2 separate regions of the Triticum aestivum genome follow, and region 2 is linked to region 1. Evidence: chromatin contacts called from public Hi-C data. All regions are on one chromosome and are shown on one strand. The core of a region is the stretch at or near the end of the contact, and the rest is flanking DNA. Distances in the headings are between cores, read along the strand shown.

Region 1 (3,683 bases), core at 514-3,013:
GGTACTCTCTTTTTGAAAAAACTGGCACGCTGCTGGGAGCCTGGGACTCGAGGTTTTTGGCTCTTTCTGGTGCAAGATCTCGTCGATCTAGGTTCCTGGTGGCCATCATGCGAGCACGGGGTGTCTTCTTAATTGGGTTCTCCACGCGCGGGATAATCCTTGTCATTGTTTTCTGGTCAGCTATACTAAACCGTCGTATCTCACGAAGGATCAGTTGTTTTCTTAACGGAAGAAAGATCAATCGATTTGACGCAGAGTTAGCAGCAACGGAGAGACGTTTTGGCATGACAAGGTTCACATATGAGTAGACGCACTCGAGCCCGTGACGTCGACGTGCGGCCGGTGCCGTGAGACGCGATGCTTTCCTTTCCGGTCGCCGTCGTGAGTACAAGGCGACGTCCGTTCGATCGAAGCGACCTGATTCCATGCCGCCTGCGCGCAGCAATGTCCATGTTGCTCGGGCAGTGAGAAAGTGTTCACAAACAGTGACGACGCCGCGCGACCTAATAATTAGCCTACGCACGCGCACCTAGTGCTTTAGAGACAGTCGACCAGGTGTTTTCGAGAAAGCCGTTGTGTATATGCGTATGTATGAGTGTGTCTGCATTCATATTGTATTAAAAAATGACATACAACATGTCACGACCAGTGTTGACGTGAAATTTGAAGAGAAAAAAGAAAGAAGAACAACTACACGCTGACGTTGCGCGTTTGAGGCAGCAGTGCACGTCATCAGACGTCCGTGACACCGGAACATTTCACCGTGTCCCGACGCGGTTGCTGTACAGCGGCTCGAGCTGTGACTGCCCTGCCCCCGTACTACTGAATCTTCATTTGCAGGACCGACGTCTAAATGATTTTATATAGGTTATAGCAGTAAGCCAGTAATGAATATGTGTTTAGGAGCATGAATTCAATATTTATTGGAGCTTCATTTGCAGATTCAATATTTATTGGAGCTCCATTTGCAGGATCAACGCAAGAATGAATCAGATAGCAAGAAAACGCAAGAAACATTTGTTTAGGAACAAGAAAAACGCTGGATTCTTTTGTTATTATAATACCTAACTGTAAAAGTAAAAGGTACAAGCCCTGCTCGACCAAAAATACATCTGATCTGAGCATCCAAGCCCAGACGCACGCACGCACGCACACAAACACAATGGGAAACAGCCAAACGTCCAGGCCGCATCTCCCCCGTAGTATAGGATCGATGATGATGAGATGCGTCGTGAAGCCGCACAGCCGCGCGCGGCGAACGAGCCCCGCCTGCCTCTTCCCTATCTTCCCTCGTTACGTAGCGGTAGCAGTTCTGTTTTCCATGGCGGGACCAGGAGGGTCGAGTGGAGCCGGGCTTCAGGCCCGTGCGTAGGTCTGTCCGAGGTGCGCGGCGCGGAGGTCGGCGGGGTCGGCGCCGGCGGCGCGGTTGGCGGGGCGGTAGTGGCCGGTGACGGGGTCGGGCACCCACGAGGCGTCGGCCGCGGCCTTCTCGGCCTCCCTGGCCGCCTTCCCGTCCGCGGCCGCCGCGGCGCCGCGCCTCATCGCCCCGGAGGAGGCCGCCGCCGCGTAGCCCCTGGCGGTGGCCGGGGCCAGCCGCTGGGCGAGCGCGCGGGCAGCAGCGGAGCCGGAGAGAGCGAGGGCCATCGGATCCGTCTGCGTTGGACGATCGAACGGCTGGTTGGCTCTGGCTCTGTGCTGCTGCTACTGCTCCAACGTGGGCGTTTGAGGCTTGGTGGGCTTTGGTGGTGTGGGGGAACGAGAGAGGCCAGGGCCCGTATATAAAGGGAGACGGGGAGGGGCAGGCGCAGTAAAAAGGGCCCAACGGCACGGGGTTTTGTCAAAGATTCGGTGGCTTTTGGGCGCCGTCACTCAGCGCGGCGAACCGGCACGTGCCGACGCGACGGACGCAGGAAATGGCGCCGCGGGTTCGTCGCTTCCTTCCTACGTGGTCGACTTGATTTTTTTTTGAGAGAGTCGACTTGATATTTTTGTTTACTCTTCTCGAGCTGATGTTGCCGTGCCTCGCCCGGTCGACATGAGCCAGCGAGAGCGACGCACGTTTAATAAAAAGTTGGTGGCAATTAGGACTTTTGAGAGGAGTATAAGCCAGGTCGTGTTGGGTTCGTTGTCAACGGCGAAGTTGCCCTAGCTCTTCTCGGTTTGGTGCGCACTAAAATTAATTAAAAATATTAACGCCCACATGTGTGACATATTTACACTTTACCCACACTCGTTGATACACGTTGATTTTATTTTACATGAATCTTAAAAAAATCTGTTAGATTTTCAGTGCCATGTGGGCATCATCGTGTGTGTAGGCGTTGGAGAGTTCATCCACACGACCCGCAACACACGGTTGCCAACTGCGCCGTGTGGACGAACTAATTTTTGGCCACACAGTCACCACCTGGTTCACGCATGTGTGGATGAACTGCTCTTCGCCCGCACGACACTCGTACATTGTTCGATGGCAACTGCAGTTGCACGTACGTGGCAACTAGGATAACACACATGGCAACTATGATTCGTTGCTAGGCGGCAGCTGCAGTTGTGCGTATGTGGCAACTAGAGAGGTAAATAAAGTAGCACATGAACTGGCTAGATTAGCTAGATTTTTTTTCAGACTTCGGTTTGGTTTGAGGAGCCTTTTAGTGAAATTGTAACACTTCTCACAAACGATGTATTGGTTATTGCTAATGAATAAAATTTCGTTTATTTAAAAAAAGGTAATCACGCATTGCAACTACGATAAATCATACGTGGCAACAATGGTTGGACCACACGAGGCAACTAGTTAATTACACATGGCAACTAGTTAATCACCCATGGCAACTATTATTTGACCACGTAGGGTAAGTAGTTTATCACACATGGCAACTATAGTTTGAACACGTGGCAACTATCGTTACTTACACATGGCAACTACATTTGTCATCCCATGGATGCGCCAGGACGTGTGGGCAGATTTGCTTTATGCCACACACGCGGGGTGAAGATGAGTAGTAGTTCATTAGGCGTGCGACACGAAGTAGCGGCGCCCACACGTATGGGCAGCCCGAATGTTCGCCCACACATGATCTGTGTGGGCTGCCTTCTGCTTACACCACACACGGCGTATGGGCGGATGTCTAATAAATCACGCGTGTGGGCGTTATCAGCGTCCAAATTAATTTTTCAACTCGCATGCAGCGGGTCGCCGTCGCATGGATGCAACGCTGCGGCACCTTGGTCTCCCTCGCGTGTGGGTGCAGCGCCGGCTCATGGAGGTCGTCGCCGCGCGGGGCATCACCAATTCACCATGGCTGTCGGGGTCGTCATTGCGTGAGGGAGCGCTGCGGCGCCAGAGCAATGATCAGTGTCGGGTCATGGTCTTGTTAGAGCGCTGCCACGGCCTACGAATCGCCGTCACTAAGGGCATGTATAATACATAGCCTCAAGGTGATGCCTCGCATGCCATGTAGAATCGAATATGACGTAAAGTAGGTTCGGATAGGGAAGCGGGATCCTCTCCAGGAGGCGGATGCTTGAAGTAAAAAAGTGTGGTCCGATGACAAAGCTGAAAAGGCTGGAATGAAAAGCAAAGATGCATGTGTACTAGAGTCTTTATTTTCTATTTAATAATGAGGTCCACTAATGATAGCTTACATTGAAGAGAAAAATTAATGTAGATACCTCAGATTACT
Region 2 (3,683 bases), core at 554-3,053, 260 kb after region 1:
AGTCCAAGCCACTGCTCCAAATACCGGTCAGTTAACTGTAGAGTAGTTAACTGTTATTCGGACCCCTCAGATACGAGAACGTGCTATTCGAGCCATTAACTGGTAGGTCCAGTTAATTTGTCTGACAAGCCGATTTATCAGCTGTCAGGCCGAATTATTGGCTGGGCTAATTAACTACTAGGCAGTTTTTAGCCCAAAACTAGGCCATTCCCTTCCTACTTTTCAATGTTCAGGTTTATAAACTTCCAGATCAGCTGCAACATCATTAGAACATCAAGGCAACAATTTTCCTTGTTGCTATGTAGCCTAGGATTGCGTATTTAGACACTCAGTACATTGCACGTCGCTGTATAGCCTAGGATATATAGATATGGCCCTAGTTATACCTCCCGATAAATGGGTTACCGATAAATTCAGTAAAAATGGCCTATTCGCCCATTAATCCCTACTCAGCACCCAACTGATATGGTACCAGTTACCGATAGCCTGAACATTGGTCCAAGCCAAGAGATACAAAAATGTTGGCTAGGCAAAATATTGGATATGGTTTTGGTTGTCAAAGTTCTGGCCTATGTTGGCAAGGAAGTTCACTGGGAGTCGCCTAAGGAGCATGAGTATATGGAGAGTTTGGCAAACCATGTAGATGCCTATGAGAGGTATTAATTTGGACACTGTGACATCATGAGCAAGAAATTGATGCGGTTAATTTAGGCATAGGCCAAACATAGCCTGAACAATGTAGCTATGAGAATAGTGTTCTAGTTGATATGCATTTTTTTTAATATAATGCAGCAGCAGTAACTTAATTGACAGACATAAAACTCTAAATGAAGTTGCCAACATTGATATCAGAATACTTAGCGCCAAACAAACCAAGGCAGAATTTAGCAGGTTCATTGAGAGGAAGCTTAATCACACTGTCTTTTGAGGTATGATGACCAGACATGTCAACTTCAGCAAAATGAATAGGATATTACACCATGAAATTTAGATTTCAGCCAAATTATCTAGAGTGGCAATATCTAATGGCTAAGAAGGAAAATTTATGCATTCATGAGGCAGAAACAGAGTGATTTGTCCCAAAAGAACTAAAAGACTTTCAGAGTGACTCACTACACTGAGCCAGTAACCCGAAGCCGGAAAGGATTGTCACTGAGTGAAGCCAAGACCTTAATATGCCCCAGCAATGCTAGGCTCCAATAAACATCAGTACCGAATAGGGCTCTACACATTTCAGTTTACCAGTACACATGGCACCTAATGAATTCCAGCTCAAGATTTTTCAAATAAAAACATGGCAGTTAAGTATGCAGAAACTGGATCAAGCGTGCTGCGTGCAGACCTAAACATAAGAATTAGCGACACTTAATTCTCGGGCCATATCAAATTAACAGCCACAGAACCAAATTATCGAACCCATCTGGTGAAGATGTGTTTCAAAATGAGTTGAGCTCTACCACGGAATGGCAGAATACCACTGGTGAATCAACGCATAGGTAAACCGATACGGATCTCACGAGAAGTGCAGCCTGACTATATCTGTATTACGACTTTATGAGAGAGGTGGCCTACCTCGGAGAGCACGTGGGGCCGGAGTCGTACCGCGCGGCGAGCCGGGGATGCAGCGGACAGCGCAGGGCGGCGGCGGCGGCGCGCGGCGCGACGTGGGTGGCGAAGCCGATCAGAACATGGACGGGGCGGCGGCTGCAGGGTTAGAGGAGGAATGGACGCGATGCGATGCGATTAGACTAGTAACGGCCCGGTTAGGCCCAGGAATATGGTCGTTGTTTGGGGGTGAGCCCAGCTCGTTTCTTATCCAGGCCCACATTGTGAACCGCCTCCAGTACCGGGACAAGAAAGGAGAAGTGAGTAGTAGCTCGGAGATCGGCGGGCGGCGGCTATGGCGATGGCGGCGGCATCAGCGGGCGGCGAGCCGGTAGAGCCGCAGTCGTTGAAGAAGCTGAGTCTCAAGTCGCTGAGACGCTCCCTCGACCTCTTCGCGCCCACCCACTCCCTCCCCTTCGCTCCCGACGCCGAGAGGTAAGCCAGCTCGCTCGCCCCCCTTCCTTAACCCCCCCAAACCCTAGCCCACTTGTGCTAACCTCTTCTCTTCGCTTGCTCTCTATCTCGCGGCAGCAAACGGATTCGCGTCAGCTGCAAGGTTCGTGGCCTCGTCTCGGCTCTCTACTGGTTATGTTCCTACCTTTGTCTGCACATAAGCGGCGGCCCTGAGAATTTGGTGGTCGGGTGGTTTCTCGCAGGTGAATGCGGAGTACGGCGCGGTCAAGAACCTGCCGACCGACCAGGACCGAGCGCAGGGGAAGGGCGCCGCCGCTCCTTCCAATGCATTGGCGCTTCTAGGTATTTTTTTGCTGCCCTTCTTGAATGAGAAGTCCCTGCCGCTTTTCAAATTGAACAACAGAAATTCACTAGCTATATCAGGACTTTTGATGCTCGTTAGTAATGACCGCTAGGCAAAAGAAACAATGGGGATTTCAAGAACAGGAATAACGGCTGAAATTCTAGCGAATTTCATTGTAGATTGTTTACAGGATGATAAAAATTATCTTTGTCAGGCACACAAGACACAAAAGATGCTCCTAGGGAAGGCACTAGTAATGCCATTATCCCTGCACCGCTTATGCTTCCTAAAGCACCGTAAGTGCATCCATGTTCTCTTGTCTGTTGTTAATATGTTGATGTTCCTTTTTATTGCTACTGAAGTTTCCTCTTTGATTTTTCATCAGTGAATCTGCAGTGCCTGGCAAAAATACAACCGTATTGTCGGTTCCTGGGTCATCTGATAGGTTTGTTCACTTGCATTTCCCTCTATGGCTGTCTGGTCATCATACAACATGGCTTCCATATTATTTCTGATATTCTATCAAGTGTGTCAACTGTGAAATATTTGTAATGTGCAGTTCCTGGCTGTTACTTTAAATTGCTCATGTCTTGATATGTCTTTTAGATTCTCGACATCTGCACTGATGGAAAGGTTGCCAAGTAGATGGCCTAAACCTGTATGGCATGCTCCCTGGAAGAACTATCGGGTAATTATCTTTCATTCAAGTGTCACTTCCATATTGTGTGTTATAGCTTGTTTGGCACCCCAGGGACAGGTTCTTGGCATATCGGTGCCGTATTTGGACTGGAAAAAAGATTTATTTTGACCTTTTGAGCATCCATGCAATTCTACTATCCATCTGTGAATATTTAAATTGGTTAAAATCGTTAAACCCTCTCATGTTCTTCTGCATATTTGGTTGGAATTAAACTGGTATATGGGAGCATCTTGGTTCTCACTAATTGATAAATTACATCATTTCTTTTCCAGAATTATTGTTGATGGTAGTTCTAAACGTATGCAGGTTATCAGTGGCCACTTGGGCTGGGTGCGATCTATAGCATTTGATCCAGGCAATGAATGGTTCTGTACTGGTTCTGCTGATAGAACAATAAAGGTGAGCCCTACAGCCTGCACTCCTGTCTTGGAATTTGGAAATTAAGTTGAATTCATGTATGCGTGCAACTAGTTATATCATAACATGCATTGGCACTGTTAGTGGCTCAGAGGCTTGATTACAGGTGTCCTCACTTTTCTAATGTTTTATACTTCTATTTGCATGATGCAGTTATTCCCAGTTTCCGGAATCTTGTTTGAACTAATATAATAATTATATTGC

What was found. Hi-C and Micro-C count contacts between places; a contact is called where the count stands out from the background.
Region 2: a contact with region 1 is called in a Hi-C map of leaf, with 10 times the contacts expected there. The contact joins the promoter of LOC123060980 here to the promoter of LOC123058244 in region 1. A contact is called at or near these places in 3 of 5 Hi-C or Micro-C datasets (leaf and an unstated tissue).

The regions. Positions count from the first base shown.
Region 1 is chr3A:206,926,654-206,930,336 of IWGSC CS RefSeq v2.1, forward strand. LOC123058244 (late embryogenis abundant protein 41-like) reads right to left here and starts at 1,764. Exons shown (of 1, transcript XM_044481036.1): 1 at 1,021-1,764. The coding sequence starts at 1,644. The coding sequence ends at 1,357.
Region 2 is chr3A:207,190,199-207,193,881 of IWGSC CS RefSeq v2.1, forward strand. LOC123060980 (protein pleiotropic regulatory locus 1) reads left to right here and starts at 1,804. Exons shown (of 17, transcript XM_044483857.1): 1 at 1,804-2,040; 2 at 2,137-2,161; 3 at 2,262-2,361; 4 at 2,577-2,658; 5 at 2,748-2,807; 6 at 2,969-3,050; 7 at 3,369-3,461. The coding sequence starts at 1,901. LOC123060981 (50S ribosomal protein L18) reads right to left here and starts at 1,744. Exons shown (of 2, transcript XM_044483858.1): 1 at 1,573-1,744.